Regions from separate parts of the Triticum aestivum genome. Here region 1 is linked to region 2. The links are chromatin contacts, called in public Hi-C maps. All regions are on one chromosome and are shown on one strand. Each heading gives the region's core, a stretch centred on a gene start, on an enhancer-like site or on the middle of the called end of the contact. The rest is flanking DNA. Distances are from core to core; before and after follow the strand shown.

The links. Hi-C and Micro-C count contacts between places; a contact is called where the count stands out from the background.
Region 1: a contact with region 2 is called in a Hi-C map of leaf, with 3 times the contacts expected there. The contact joins two enhancer-like sites. A contact is called at or near these places in 2 of 5 Hi-C or Micro-C datasets (both in leaf) and 1 of 1 datasets of contacts at active chromatin or transcription factors (leaf).

The regions. Positions count from the first base shown.
Region 1 is chr4D:345,494,684-345,497,383 of IWGSC CS RefSeq v2.1, forward strand. No RefSeq gene overlaps it. Among protein-coding and RNA genes, the nearest start is that of LOC123097817, 17 kb to the right of the region's middle. Within about 2 kb of position 1,353, at least 2 of the 8 cell types and tissues checked have an H3K27ac peak or open chromatin away from gene starts, as enhancers often do. A contact at or near this core is called in leaf, where this site is marked.
Region 2 is chr4D:345,419,260-345,421,959 of IWGSC CS RefSeq v2.1, forward strand. No RefSeq gene overlaps it. Among protein-coding and RNA genes, the nearest start is that of LOC123097817, 93 kb to the right of the region's middle. Within about 2 kb of position 1,297, at least 2 of the 8 cell types and tissues checked have an H3K27ac peak or open chromatin away from gene starts, as enhancers often do. A contact at or near this core is called in leaf, where this site is marked.

The DNA of each region.
Region 1 (2,700 bases), core at 103-2,602, 75 kb after region 2:
AGTCATGATCCTTGACTTGTAGCTAACGATGATCAACTTGTGCTACTACTACTAAACTCGCCGAGATGAGCTCAAAAGCGCGCCGCACGCCACCAAAGAGCGAAATCCCCCCTCTGCTTTATTCGCCGGGATCAGCCACTGTGATACCAAAAGAGCCTCTGCTTTCTAGGTTTTCGTTAGCAATTTTGTGGATGATGTTGATGGCGGCATGGCAACGACCGCGGAGGGCCCTTGCAGGAGGAGAAGACTTGGCCGCGAAGCACCTCCACCTCGATGTTCATCCGCACGCCGGCACTGTGCATGCTGAGGTGTCGTTGCCTCATGGGGCGAGCGGGGGAGATTGTGCGCCCACCAGCCAATCAGCGCCGGTCAGCATCGAACGCAGTCGATACAATGCAACGCAGGAGTAGTTATTCTTCGGTTGAACACTGACGCTGACGGTCTGGGACGACGGATGTTGCAGCCTGAGCGCTCCTGTTCAATCCATGTACTCTGCGACGGAGATGCGGAGAGCGAGCTTGTTCAGTCAGTCAATGTACTTCGCCACGGAGATGCAGAGAAGAAATTCAAGTGCAGAGACCGGAGCACACACCATGCACAACACTAGAAAGGCTAGAAATTCATGATAAGTTCACCAACTAATGGCAATTACGTACAGTAGTATATACCACACATACATACATCCACCAAAACGATCCAAATCACTGCGAGGCTACGGACTCCACATGTTCGCCAAAAGCTGCGGAATTACAACGGAATTCCATACAGCCAGAAAAAACGAAAATGTTATTCCCCTCCAACACCCCCTACCTTACCAGCGACCCCGACCCCCAATCGCCCACCCCCATTTCGCGTTCCAAGAGAACGACCGCAGCAATTCTTGATTCTTTTCTTCAGAGATCATCATATATCCATCCCTCTCCTTCCCCGGGCACGTGCCGGGCCAGGCCGGATCAACCACCGGGCGCGACGCGGCGGCCGCCGCTGCCGCCTTCTTTAGCCCTGGCCTTGCCCTCCTTCCGCTCCGCCTTGCGGAAGAGGCACGGGAAGAGGCACGCGAATATGCTGGCCTTCACCTGCCCGCGCCTCGGCAGAGGCCGCCTCGAGTCGCCCTGCCGCTCCATTGCTGGCTGCTGGCGCCTTCTTGCTCCGAAAGCCAGGAAGAAGAAGGGTCGAGAGAGGAGCGTGTGAAGGAAGGTTGGCGTGTGGGCTTGTGCTTGTGTGCGATGTGAGGGGAGTGAACGCAGAGTCTCTGCCGTTTTATAGCCAGGCGAACTGGGAACAGTGAGGGCCAAGGTTCCTTGGGATGCAAGCAGCTGCCCTGCCCTTCACGGTTCGAACTCCATCTTCTGGAAACTTTCGGGTCTGCGCCTCAGCCCTGGCTCGAGTCTGAACCTTGCGATGTCACTGTAGTGACTGTACTGCCTGGGGCAAAAGCTTTCTGGATACGCTACCTTCAGAGGTGATGAAGATCTAAATCAGATACGCGCCAGCCTGGTGTGTTTAGCCACTGTTACTTGTCAGCCCAGCACTCCAGCCCGGTGGTACATAACTCACCAGCAAGCAAGCCTGGCCTGGGTAGGAATTTTTTTTTGGTGTTTCGTGTTGGCTCGCTGCAGGATTCTGTCTGAAAAATTGTGGTTCTGAAGTTCAACACTCCAGCTGGAATGATATACGTAGAAAACTACGCCACTGTCTGCCTGCCTACGGCGAGTGGATATAGTTTAAGCACTAAACTACCCATGGCCATGGCACTAGAAGAAAATAGAGATTTTCTGGATCACAACTTTCAGCATCGACCGTTCAGGTCAGGCTCTCCGTTGGCCATGGAGATTGCAAGCGCCCAAACGCAGGGCATAAAATATGATAACCTGCAGGAAAAGCCGTACAATAATGCACTCGCAGCGAACTAAAATACAGCGGCAGATGTATAGAGATGTTACAAGGAAAAACTATTTTGTGCGCCCGGGGAGCAGTTGACTTGAATTCCACACTGTGACCTTCGGACCAACCTTATATTCTGTTCGCATCGGGGAAAAAGTCTTCGCTCTCTCGGGATGGACAAATTTTCTGTTCACATTTCAGAAGTGTCTGGAATCTAAGGCAATGCACCGTAACAAAAGTAATAATAACGAGAGATACGAGGAGCGGGAAAACATAACTATTGCAGTAACTAGCAATCAGTTACTCGTGTTACTTTTTTGAAATGTGTCGTGAAATTATCACGGCAGATGTCCTCATGCAAAGACTTAGTCGTGGAGCCATCGCAACTAGGAAGCTTAAAGGGGTTTAACGGGACAAAGGACACGAGGGTTATACTGGTTCGCCCCTTACGATGAAGGTAAAAGCCTACTCCAGTTGAGGTGGAATTACTTAGGGTTTCGATGACCAGGGAGCTAAACCGATATGCCTGGTTATCGATCTGATGTTGCCTCTCTTGAACCACCGCCGGGTCGTCCCTTTATATAGAGAGGTTAACGCCCAGCGGCTCACAGAGTCCCGGCCGGCTCATAAACAATGTCCGGCTCGGACTCTTAACTATTCTGCCTTACACTACAAGTCATGCCATAACGGCGGTTTAACACTACAAGCCTTAAGTCGCCTCTGGGCCTTAGGCTCATTACTAAACCGCCATCCTTAATCTATCCTTGGGCTTCTGAATGAAGAGCTGTCGCAACGTAACCCGGCCCATCCTGGGCG
Region 2 (2,700 bases), core at 47-2,546:
GGACGATGACGGTGCGAGGCGGCAACGGACGAAGTTGGGACAGCGAGGGCGGCGTCGGGCGGGGTTCGTACGGCGGCGATCCGCGGCGGCGGTGATAGGCCAGTTGGAACTACCGTGATCGGGCGACCAGATGGGGCGGGCGAGAAGATTGGGCGGGCGAGATCGTGGCGTTTTTTTTGGCCATGCGCGTGGTATACGTATGCCCGGCACAACTGTATAATACGAGATGGGTATACGTTTCTTCCGTATGACCATTCTACCCTTCTACGTTTTGTTGGGCACAGAGACGAAAACTGAAGCACTCAACTCCCTCGTTCTCCATGTCGGCATGTGCGTCATCGCGTGTGACGTGGTGCTGCTACGTCACAGCCCCATACTGTTACTACAGGGCCTATACGAATTCTCGCGTATATACGAGGCGTATAACATTTGTGCGTTCCAAGTATTGAAGTTCTATGTTTCAGAAAGAGAGTACACGTTTCAGAAGAGAGTATGAAGGAGTTGAAGAAAGAAAAGAATACGTAGAGCAGAGTCATACATACATCATACATGGACGTGGCGTGAGTCTGTGGCGTGATTGTTTGTGCATCAACTCTGCAATTAGTGTGTAACGTACGTGATCAGCTTCCCCATGGTCGCATCATCTTTTCCTTTCGATCGATATAGCAGTTCGAACGATCCTAACCTGGCGGCTTAGCTACCAAAAAAATTATCTGGAACCGCTACCTACCGTTTCTTAGGCTGCGTTCGGTTTCTCTCGGCTCGTTTAACTCTGCTCGGGGAGTGGATCAGACTTTAGCTTAATTTTATGAAGCTGCCAAAACCCAGCTTCCCAACTTCGTGGAGCGGGCAAGTTCCGAACAGGGCCTTAGTCGCCACTCCTTTCATGTCACTGTCGACTGTCGTACGTAGGTCTCGATGGTTGTGACATCCGCACGTGGCCATGAACGACTTTCTTGTCACGGGCGCCGGCTCTAGTGGATTCGATCTGGACCGCGGGGATATTTGGTGCCGGATGGGATGATGGGTCAGTGCCCGCAGAGCGACCGCCACGCACATTTTCTGGATTAAAGGTGGCGAGGACATGATTTTTATCTATGGCCAGTTCGTTCGCCACCCTTGTTTTTTGTGGAGCAGAAAAAATCAGGCTCGTCCAATGGACACGTGCGAGCTGAGAGATTGTAGAGGATAAGAACGTGCTGCACTGCGTCCGATTGGATGGTGGGGTGAAGGATGCGCATTGCACTTGGCAGTAGCTGTGTTAGGTTGTCGTGAAGAGATAAAATAAGCACGGAGAGGGTGACGCGAAGCATAAGCAAGCTGGCGAGGATAGATTAAGGGTGCATCATCGACGTCGACGATGACAATAGGTTCACGTTATGTGAAGGCTTTCTTAGCTCCGAAGGCGTCGGGCTACCTTCCAAAAGAGGAATCAAAAGGCTGAGATCTCGGGCCTACAAACAATGGCGACGAGCAGAAGAGGCGGGACAAATGAATTCTTCTGGATCGCGACGCTAGCTCGTGGAGGGACCACGATGGTACTACAAAGCAATCAAACTGGATCCATGGTGGATCACTCCGGTCGAGTACAGTGTATCCGACCCGGAAATGGCGGTCTTCGTTTCTTTGTCTTGAAAATCCGTCTCAGTCCGTCAGTCGCACGTGAATCTTTGAAGCGAACGACTGAGCTAGGCAGCTAGCGATGAAAACGACGAGTGAAGCGCATGAACCTCGACTCCAAAGGGAAAAGAAGACCGACATGAACCTGGATATTCGTTTGTGGCATTCGTGGACCGTGAAGATAGAAATGATTAACACGTGAAGCCACACATCCACACGCACACAGTCCAAACAGCATATGCTCTATATGCATGACACCACTGTCTGCACACATCTACATCGAAATAATCAAACGAATTCCTCTGGGAGGCGGCGGCGCGGGCGTCTGCCAGGAGTAGGCTGTGGTTGTGGTGTGAGGTCCGAGTGAACCTTGATCGGGCATGGAGCTCGTCGGAGTTCTCAACCGTAGGGATGCTGGTGCTTGGGTTGTGCTCCTGCTTGTGCGGGTCTTAGGTGGGCCTGACATCTCGGCTATGCTGGCGAAGTGCTGCAGCGATGGCGAAGTGGTCAACTTGGACGGTGTGCCCCAATTCCGTGGGAAAGGATGAAGGCGCGCCGCGACTCGAAAGAAATTCTTGCCCGTACTCAGTCGGGGCTGGCGGTGACAGCCCCCGTGGGTGTCGTTCCCCTTCTTGGAGGCGTCACCGAGGTATGTCGGCATCTCCATCGCTCGCCCTCAGGATTGGTAGTTGTCTTCGAGGGAAAGCCTAGGTTTGCAGTCGAATCGGCGCGATGGCGGTGTCTTTACCGTCGCTACTCTGTTGGGAGCATCGCGATTGAAGAAACAACCTTGAGGTTCTATGTTGTGCTACTTCTGGTGCTCGCCATTGTTCAGGGTGATCTTCAGTGGCGCAATGTATGTTACCGCCGATGAGTCCAAGACGATGGCTTTTGTGGACCAACCAAGTTCCGCCATCTACTTGCACCTCCTTTTAGGCATCAAGGGTGGATCGTGCTTCTACGAGGGAAGTTCAGCTAGAGTTGGTGTTGTGTTTGGAGGCGACCAACATTGGTCAAGATGCGGCGATGTTGCTCAGTCTTGAACAAGCTCTTTTTTTCTTTGTAGTTGTGTTGTCGATG